Linked DNA regions of Zea mays: region 2 is linked to region 1. A link is a contact called in public Hi-C data. All regions are on one chromosome and are shown on one strand. Each heading gives the region's core, a stretch centred on a gene start, on an enhancer-like site or on the middle of the called end of the contact. The rest is flanking DNA. Distances are from core to core; before and after follow the strand shown.

Region 1 (4,549 bases), core at 1,406-3,905:
CAACCCTGACCAAATCGTCGCGCCGACCGACCAAATCGCAGGAGCATTCAATGCAAAGGCGGCCTGACGCCTTTATCCTGACGCGCGCCCTTCAGCCGACAGAGCCGAAGTGACCGCCGTCACTTCGCCGCTCCACTGACCGGCCTGACAGAAGGACAGCGCCGCCTGCGCCGCTCCGACTGCGGTGCCACTTGACAGAGTGAGGCTGACAGGCAGTCAGGCCCGGCCGCAGGCACCATAGGAAGCTCCGCTTCGCCCGACCCAGGGCTCGGACTCGGGCTAAGTCCCGGAAGACGGCGAACTCCGCTCTGCCCGACCCAGGGCTCGGACTTGGGCTCAGCCCCAGAAGACGACGAACTCCGCTCCGCCCGACCCAGGGCTCGGACTCGGGCTAAGTCCCGGAAGACGGCGAACTCCGCTCCGCCCGACCCAGGGCTCGGACTCGGGCTAAGTCCCGGAAGACGGCGAACTCCGCTCCGCCCGACCCAGGGCTAGGACTCGGGCTAAGTCCTGGAAGACGACGAACTCCGCTCCGCCCGACCCAGGGCTCGGACTTGGGCTCAGCCCCAGAAGACGACGAACTCCGCTTCGCTCGACCCAGGGCTCGGACTTGGGCTCGGCCCCAGAAGACGACGAACTCCGCTTCGCCCGACCCCAGGGCTCGGACTCCGCCCTGGCCTCAGCCAACGGTCTCCGCCTCGCCCGACCCAGGGGCTCGGACTCGACCTCGGCCACGGAAGACGGGCTCGACCTTGACTTCGGAGGAGCTTCCACATCACCCAACCTAGGGCGCAGACCAGCCACGTCAACAGGAGGCGCCATCATCACCCTACCCCAAGCTGACTCGGGCCACGGGGAACAAGACCGGCGTCCCATCTGGCTCGCTCCGCCAGATAGGCAATGATGGCGCCCCGCATACTCTGTGACGACGGCGGCTCTCAGCCCCCTTACGGAAGCAAGAGGACGTCAGCAAGGACTCAACAGCTCCGACAGCTGTCCCTCCGCTAGGCTCCAGCGCTCCTCCGACGGCCACGACATCACACCAGCTGGGTGCCAAAATCTCCCCGGCTGCCACAACGGCATGTACTTAGGGCGCTAGCTCTCCTCCGCTAGACACGTAGCACTCTGCTACACCCCCCATTGTACACCTGGATCCTCTCCTTACGCCTATAAAAGGAAGGACCAGGGCCCTCTTAGGGAGGGTTGGCCGCGCGGGGACGAGGACGAGTCAGGCGCTCGCGTGAGGCCGCTCGCTCCCTCTCCCGTGTGGACGCTTGTAACCCCCTACTGCAAGCGCACCCGACCTGGGCACGGGACGAACACGAAGGCCACGTGTAACACCCTGAATTTGGAGGTATAAAATTTCTTTTCTAATATACACCAAATTCAGGTGTTACCCTCTTCTTTACCTGCTTTTCTCCTCTTTTTCTAAATAATGGAGAATTATTTTATTATATATATATATGAGTTTTTGGCATAGTAAAATAAAATCCTAGAGAAACTTTGATTGTTGCATTCAAGTCGTTGCATAGTGTTTATGGATGTAAAGATTTTTCAAACTATATCGAATTATCTTGATCTTGTCTCCGGAATTTTTTTGGGAATCTTTGAAACGTTTCTTCGAGTACTAAAATATGAATTTTAGTTTTTCTAATCTTGATTAAAATACCTAAAATTTAGTATTTGCGAAAACTACAAAACCTTGGAAAGTCGATAATATATATAAACGATTCCTCTCGCCAAGCCCGTTCTAGATCCCGTGTCCTTTTTGCGGGATCATTAAAATGTCTTCCCTCGCAAACGTCGTGTTGCGCGTGTTTGTCGTCGTTGTGTTCGCAACCGCCTCGTTCGCTCGGTCGCGACGCATTCTGCGATAAATTGGGCAACCATATCCTGCGCTCGTTTTTTATTATATAAACCCACCCCGCCGTTGTATAACCCCTCGTCTTCCCCCAGATCCAAATCATGCAGGAATAGGCACCCGGCGGTTACCAGGCATCGGTGAGTCCCCTCCATCTCCTTCCTCCCCTACTCCCCGCCCATCTGTTCTCGGCGATCGACAGCGACCGTTCCCTGCGCGACCAGCAGCCCACCCCTGCGCGTCTGTCCCGTGCCCCGGCGCGGCGTCCCTGCAGCCCCAGCGCGGCGCAGCCAGCCATGCTCGCGCCCCAGCCCCTGCTCCCTCAGCGCGTCCAACCTCCCTGCCTTGCCCCTTCCGCGAGCTCGGCGCAGCCAGCCAGCGGCTCGCCCAGCGCGGCAGCGAGCTCGCGCAGCAGCGAGCGCGTGGCCCGGCGGCCTGCGACGCGTTGCCAGCGCGCGACTGTCGCGGACAGCCCCGGCGGCCAGTGCCCCGACGAACTCCACTCCCGGCCGTCTGAGCCCCGCCGCTGCCCAGCCCTAGCGCGCGGCCTGGAGTCCCTGGGCGCTGCCGAACTCGCCCCTGCCCAGGTGTTTTTGGGGCGCGGAGCCCGCTCGAGCGCCCCCTCCCTGCGCGAGCTCGCTTCTCCTCCATAGCAATGGCCGATCCCCTCTCCTCCCCCATGGTCGTTCTCTGTTTTTTTCCCAAGGAAGAAGAAAACCACCGCACCGTGCCACCAGGAAAAGGAAACGGCCCTTAGGGCCCACCTTGTATGCGATTTACTGCCCACGTTTTTTCCTTGCCGTGGGTTTGGAAAAAAGACCAACTGGGCCCCACTACATGCACCGCATGCCAGGACATTGCATGCTGCACGATTGTACCATCCCATGGATTTTCTGCGGCCGTGATCTCTATGATCCTCCGCGTGGCAACCTATCGACCAATCAAATTGCACCACATTATTTTTAATCCACGACTTATTAAATATGCGTTATCTTTTCACGTCCAATTTATTCCATTCCAGTCGTGTTATTTTCCCAATAAAGTCGTGTACACGTTAAGAATATAATTTTGGTCGTAGCGCATGTTTCAGTTAATTAATTATTTAATGGTTGGTCTGATGGTTATTAAAATAGCAATTTAATTTATAGTTTTAAGTTGCACTTTTATAAATATATGTTAACGTCATTAATACCAACTTAAACACTTTTCATTTAATACTTATTTATTATAAACACGTTATTTGTTAGCGATTATCGCGTTGTCGCGCGTCGTTCGCGCGTGCTGTTCCGCGTGCGGTATCGTGCTGGTTCGCGCGTAATTCGCTCTAGTTGCTCATACTGTCTGGTGCGCTGTTTCGCGCGCGTCGTTTGGGCGAGTCGTTCGCGCGCTGTTCGCGTGGCACGTTTAAGTCAGCGCGTGCCGTTCGCACGCATCGTGCGTGTCGTTCACACGTGTCGACGTGCGCTGTCGCGTACGCCGTTCCGCGCACCTTGTTTAGTGTGTTGCGTGTCATGTCGCGCGACAATAAACTATTTCGTCTAGAATCGTTCACGTTAATTAATCTACGTAATTAAACGATGATTAACTGAGTAGTAAATCAATCAGAACTAAGTGTTAATTCTATCGGTGCATGCGATGAATACCTCTAATTGTGGTTATGTCAACTTAAGTGTTGCATTTAATTTATGTGTAGAATAAATACGACACGGTTTAGTAGTAGTTCGCGCGTCGCGCCGTTTTCGCGGGTCGCGTGCTGTTTGCGTGACGCGCACGCTGTCCCCACATGTGGCGCTCGTTATTGTCGGGTCGTATGTTTTAGTTGTATAATTAATTATTGGTTTATTCTAGGGTTAATAAAATAACAATTTATTTAGAACGAGTATATAGTTTTAACTCGTGCTTTTATAACTATAAATATTAGTTAACTTGATTAACACCAGCTTAAATGCTTTTAACTAATTATTTATTTGTTCGTTGTTGGCGCACGACATCGTTTGCGCGTCATCGTGCTATTTACGCGCATAGTCGCGTTGACTCGTGCGTGTCGCGCACGGTCGTGCGCGTTGTTTTGCGGATGTCGCGCGTGCCATTCACACGCGTTGCCGCACGCCGTGCGCGTGCCGCAATGTTGTTTCGTGTGTCGTGTGGCGTCTACGTGTGATAATAAATTATTTTCGCTTATAAACACTCATGTTATAAGATTAATTCGTCAGGTCATATATTTTAGATAATCAACCTAAGGTTTGCTCGACTAATATTTATTAGATTAATATCTCAGTTAGATTAAATATGTAATGTTCAATTTGCGCTTTTATAATAAATATTAACATGGTAAATATTAACTTAACTACTTTCTATTTATTTAATATTTGTTTAGTATAAACGTGTCACTTATTTAGTTTTCCTCGTCTGTCGCGCGTGCTGTTCCGCACGTGATGGCGTGCTCGTTCGCGCTGTTTCGTGTGTCGTCAGCGTGCGATGTCGCGCCTGTCCGCGCGTCGTTCGCACGTTGTCATGCTGTTTCGTGCATCGTCAATTCGCATCGCTGAGAATCTCTTGTGTTAATTAAATTACTTATTTATTTGACAGCTGTTAGCGTAACAGATTTAATCAGAACTAAATAGCAGTTATAATTTATATTTGATAATATCGAATTAAATGTTTTACTTAATGTTTATTTAGCGTAAA
Region 2 (4,549 bases), core at 1,178-3,677, 100 kb after region 1:
TTTTATGTCTTTTTTTGAGGTGTTGCATCCTTAGTGTCTCAGTCCAATTCTCTTCGCATCCTGTGAACTATAAAAACAAACACTAGCAAACATATTAGTCCACAAGAGATTAGTAGCTCTAAGGGAGATCGAGAAGGACAAGATCATAGTTGCCAAAGCTTACAACAAGAGGGTTAAGGCTAAGTCGTTCCAAGTTGGACACCTAGTGTGGAAGACCATCTTGCCGCTAAGAAGAATAGACCGAAAGTTCGGCAAATAGTCCCTAAGCTGGGGAGAACCTTAAAAAATCACATATGTAATATATGCTAATGCTTACATGTTACAGACTTTACAAGGTGAGGACCTACCCAAAGCACTAAACAGTCGCTTCTTGAAGCGATATCATTCTAGTGTATGGCAAGATGTTTAGAAAATCGATGTTGCCACATCGAGTTGATTCCAACCTGCACCAATGCTTTTGGTTTGCTCAGCTTTCCTAAAAGGTAGGGGGCACATGTTGAGCACTATTTGTGGCACTAGGCACGACCGGACGGTCCGCGATTGGACCGGATCAGACGTGATTAACCTCTTTTTCGCGCATGATTATTCATCTAAACTCGTGGATTCTGTTGAGGAACGACTAGGAACGGGTCCAGACCTCCCACTTATATATATATATATATATATATATGAAGGGGTACGGTCGATTACGCACATCAACAATCAAACAAAATCAATATACCTCCCGTTCCTTTACTTTTTGCCCTAAGAGTAGACAATAACCTAGCCTTCTTCACCTCTCTTCGACTCTACGTCGTCTGGAGGTGTCTTGGGTGGCCTACCGATCCCAAGACAAACCCTAAGGTCACTCCTTCCTGACGGGTCCGTACCGAGAGGCAATATCCTAGTGCTGTTTGCGAACGCCGCCACCCCTGTGCACACGCGGACCATTCGACCACTAGGCATGGACCGTCCGACTCTACGCAGGGGAACTCACTCCTAGTGCCTGATCGCGGACCATCTGGCCCTAGGCTGCGGATCGCCTACACCGCTACAGAGAGCTCGCCAAGCGGAACAACTTCTAGTGATTGGTGCCTAGATCCGTGTCAACATAAGTCTAATCAATGCATGATTAGTAAATGTTTACTGTAGCATCGCATGGTCGAATCATGAACTAATTATGTTTAATAAATTCATCTTATCGTATAGTCGTTATCTATATAATTAGTTTAATAAATAGACTATATTTAATACTTTTAATTAGCATCCAAACATCTAATGTGACAAGTAAAGTTTAGTAAGGGAAACCGCTTCGGATTAAAGGCAGCTGTTTGAACTGCTGCAGCTGTAATCTATAGGGACAAATCACTGTAAAAGTAGTATAAGCCGGTATAGATTAAAGTCAAGCGAATATACCGGAGACTACTCTACTAACTTGTGAGACATATCCTATCTTAACCTTGGGACCGGGAGACCTCTTAGTGCATGTACAACTCAATTAAATGAAGGTTCTTTAAAGACTAAATAGAAAAAAATAAGAGACAAACTTATCACATAGAGTCCGTTTCTACTAGACTCCATGTATATATATAATGTGGATTTAGTATATTTATTATCTAACGATTCTTTTACTTGAAAACGGATCATATCGTCAGGATTGTACATGGCCTCATGGCCGCATGTCAACAACGCCTGTATGTACAGCTGTTGGTGGCTGCAGCTGGCGCAGCATTTCTCCCACGCAACGCTCAGAACCTTCCCCGCAAACCATTAAGGTAGTGTTTGGTTGAAGAGTCAAATAGAATAGAACTGTTCTGTCCCAATTTTATTGTTATTTGGTTACAAAGTAACTAGAATAGAGTGACTCTAATTAGAAAATATTCTCCTCAGATCCGGAACCATCCCACTCCAAAAAATCAATAGGACGGAGCCGCTCCGTTCCCAGCCCGCTCCCACAGCTCGCCCTCCCATCCATGCGCAGCAGCTCGCGCGCCTCCCTCTGCAACCAAACAAAAAACAGAGCCACTCCGTTCCAGTTCACTCTACAACCAAACAAAAAATAGAGCCGTTCCGTTACAACTTACCAAACACAAAACAGAACGGCTCCATTCTTAGAATCAAGGATGGAACGACTCCGTTCTACTTGACTACTCAACCAAACACTGTCTAAATCCAGAGAACATATCTAGTGCACATATAAGATTGGTGCACATAGTGCACACATTAAATCATCACCACACATTTTAGATCTAACGTCTCTAGTTGTATGATATATTTTGCTAATAACACCCTCAATTGTGATATATTTTGCTAATGACACCCTCAACCGTGGTGGTGTTATTTGTAAATTGAATGCTAATTAGAGACGTTAGACCTAAAATGAGTGGTGATGATTTAATATGTGCCCCATATGCACCGGATATATCCTCCTAAATCCACCACCAATTCAATCCCCATTCCTCTACTAACCCACTGACACCCCGACCTCATCGGTGGGCCCTCATTGTCAGCAACTAACCCTTCTCCCATCTTGTTGCCTGCAAGACGCACGCCATCACTGGCTCTCCCATCGCTACCCAGAACCCTAGCCTCCTCCAAAAACCCTTGTGGCATCGTCATCTCCATTGTCCACTCGCTGCCCCGCCCGAGCCCCCGCTTGTTTCCGCGGCCTCGCCATTTGCGTGGTTGAAGAAGCGAAAGATGCTCGGCGCCTCTAGGCGATCCCTCAGTGCCGCCGCCCGCAGCCGCGTGGCTGCCGGCGTAGCCTCCGCCGTCACCGCCGACGCCTCAGTGCCGGCCCGCCCCATAAGTGTAGCCATCCTTTTTGCTTTCTTTATTGATGGCGGTTAGCCATGTTAGGTCCGTATACACATCAATCTGGGCGTTGTACGTTGATTTGGTCTTGCATTGATGCTTCGGTTTAGGGGAAGGTTATTGATTCTATCGCGTTCCTGTCATTCACCACTTGCGTCTATATTGATTGAATTTTATTCCTCTTTTGTATATTTGGAACTGGATCATTCTAATAGGCACAGATCAATTTATTGTAAAATTAGAGAAATGAGTGACATGCTTCCTTTATATTTAAATATATTAAATATTCTAATTCCGAATAAAACAAACATATAACTCAGATAAATGCAATATGTAATTATAACAACAATGAACAATAGCAATTCTAGAACATGTAAACATGTAAAATAGCTGCCCAGGTCTATTTCAAAATTAAACATGGCTTGCAGATGAAGCAGACATATTTTGCACATAAACATTATTGTTTATCTTTTTATATTGCTCTCAAAACAGCGGGTTGCTGTAATAAACAGCCCTCCAGCGCTAAATGGTGATCAGAGATCCTCGACTAACGTGACAGTCCTATCCAATGATTTCAAGTCGCCTAGTCGCCTGGTCGAACCTCGGGACCGACCAACCGACTAGTCGCGATTAGGCGATGACTAGGGCGACTAGTCGACCCCTAGTCGGTCCCTGGTCGTCCTAGACTAGTAGCTATACTTATATAGGTATATATATATAAATATACCTGTATACAATTATACATTATATAAATTAGAACAAACAACTAGGATAAACAAAGTAACATATTGCTTCATTTTGATTTGTGACTTACCTGAACTTGACATGTGACATCCCATAATGGCATAATCTCCAATTCTTCATCTCTCCATCTGTCCATCAACCTTGCAGACCTACCTCTTGAGTCTTGAACACTTGATTCCTGAAGACTGCAAGAGAAGGACTGCAGCAGGGTGTTGTAGCCGCCGACAAATCAGGAGTTCAGGACTACAGGGGCGGTGCCAAGAAAGGAGAGGAGAGGAGACGAGCCGGCTGGAGACTGTGTTGGCGGCTAGGTTAGAACAGGAGAGGGTGCTCTAAATTATACTGTAGATGGGTTAAAAAAGGCCCAATAACTAAACCCTACCCGGGACGACCAGGTTACATAAATCGGACGACTAGTTGCCCTAATCGACGATTAGTTAGACGACCAGGACGACTAGGTATTCTAGTCGAGTCGTCCAGCAAATTGTACCCTAATTACCGACCAGCCCGACTAATCGCGATTAGTCGGACGACTTGAAATCATTGGTCCTATCTTACTAAATCATGGTTTTAGAACAAATATTATAAGCCTAGAAATCAAACATGAATATCAAGATCAAAACATTGTGCACAAGAATTAAGGAACAATAATGAACTTAAATAATCAGCTTGCACAATAGTGAAAGAAATTACTAGGCATAAATAATATTACCACTGAAAATAACAATACACTAAAACCCAGACTGTCACGTCGTCTCACTACACAACTATCATCATCGAGCAATCAAATACGCCCACAGATTGTGCAATCACACCCAAGTAAATAATACTAGCAGATTGCACAAAATTATTCAATAAATATAGAGATGCAACGAGTAACTCACAACACGTAGATTGTCTACGTGGGAAGACCAGCTCAGCGAACACAAGGTTCTGTTCCAGAAAACCAATTACTATAATGGCCTCCAGTTCTGATGTCATTAAGCCTGAAGCGTTCGACGGCGCAAGCCTT

Evidence for each region. A called contact is a pair of places that touch in the nucleus more often than the background predicts.
Region 2: a Hi-C map of endosperm shows a contact between it and region 1, with 2.6 times the contacts expected there. The contact joins the promoter of LOC103629136 here to the enhancer-like site in region 1. A contact is called at or near these places in 3 of 25 Hi-C or Micro-C datasets (ear, endosperm and leaf).

Annotation. Positions count from the first base shown.
Region 1 is chr6:28,542,941-28,547,489 of Zm-B73-REFERENCE-NAM-5.0, forward strand. No RefSeq gene overlaps it. Among protein-coding and RNA genes, the nearest start is that of LOC103629136, 100 kb to the right of the region's middle. Within about 2 kb of position 2,656, at least 18 of the 20 cell types and tissues checked have an H3K27ac peak or open chromatin away from gene starts, as enhancers often do. A contact at or near this core is called in ear, endosperm and leaf, where this site is marked.
Region 2 is chr6:28,643,938-28,648,486 of Zm-B73-REFERENCE-NAM-5.0, forward strand. LOC103629136 (heat shock protein 90-6, mitochondrial) reads left to right here and starts at 2,428. Exons shown (of 20, transcript XM_020539737.3): 1 at 2,428-2,790. The coding sequence starts at 2,680.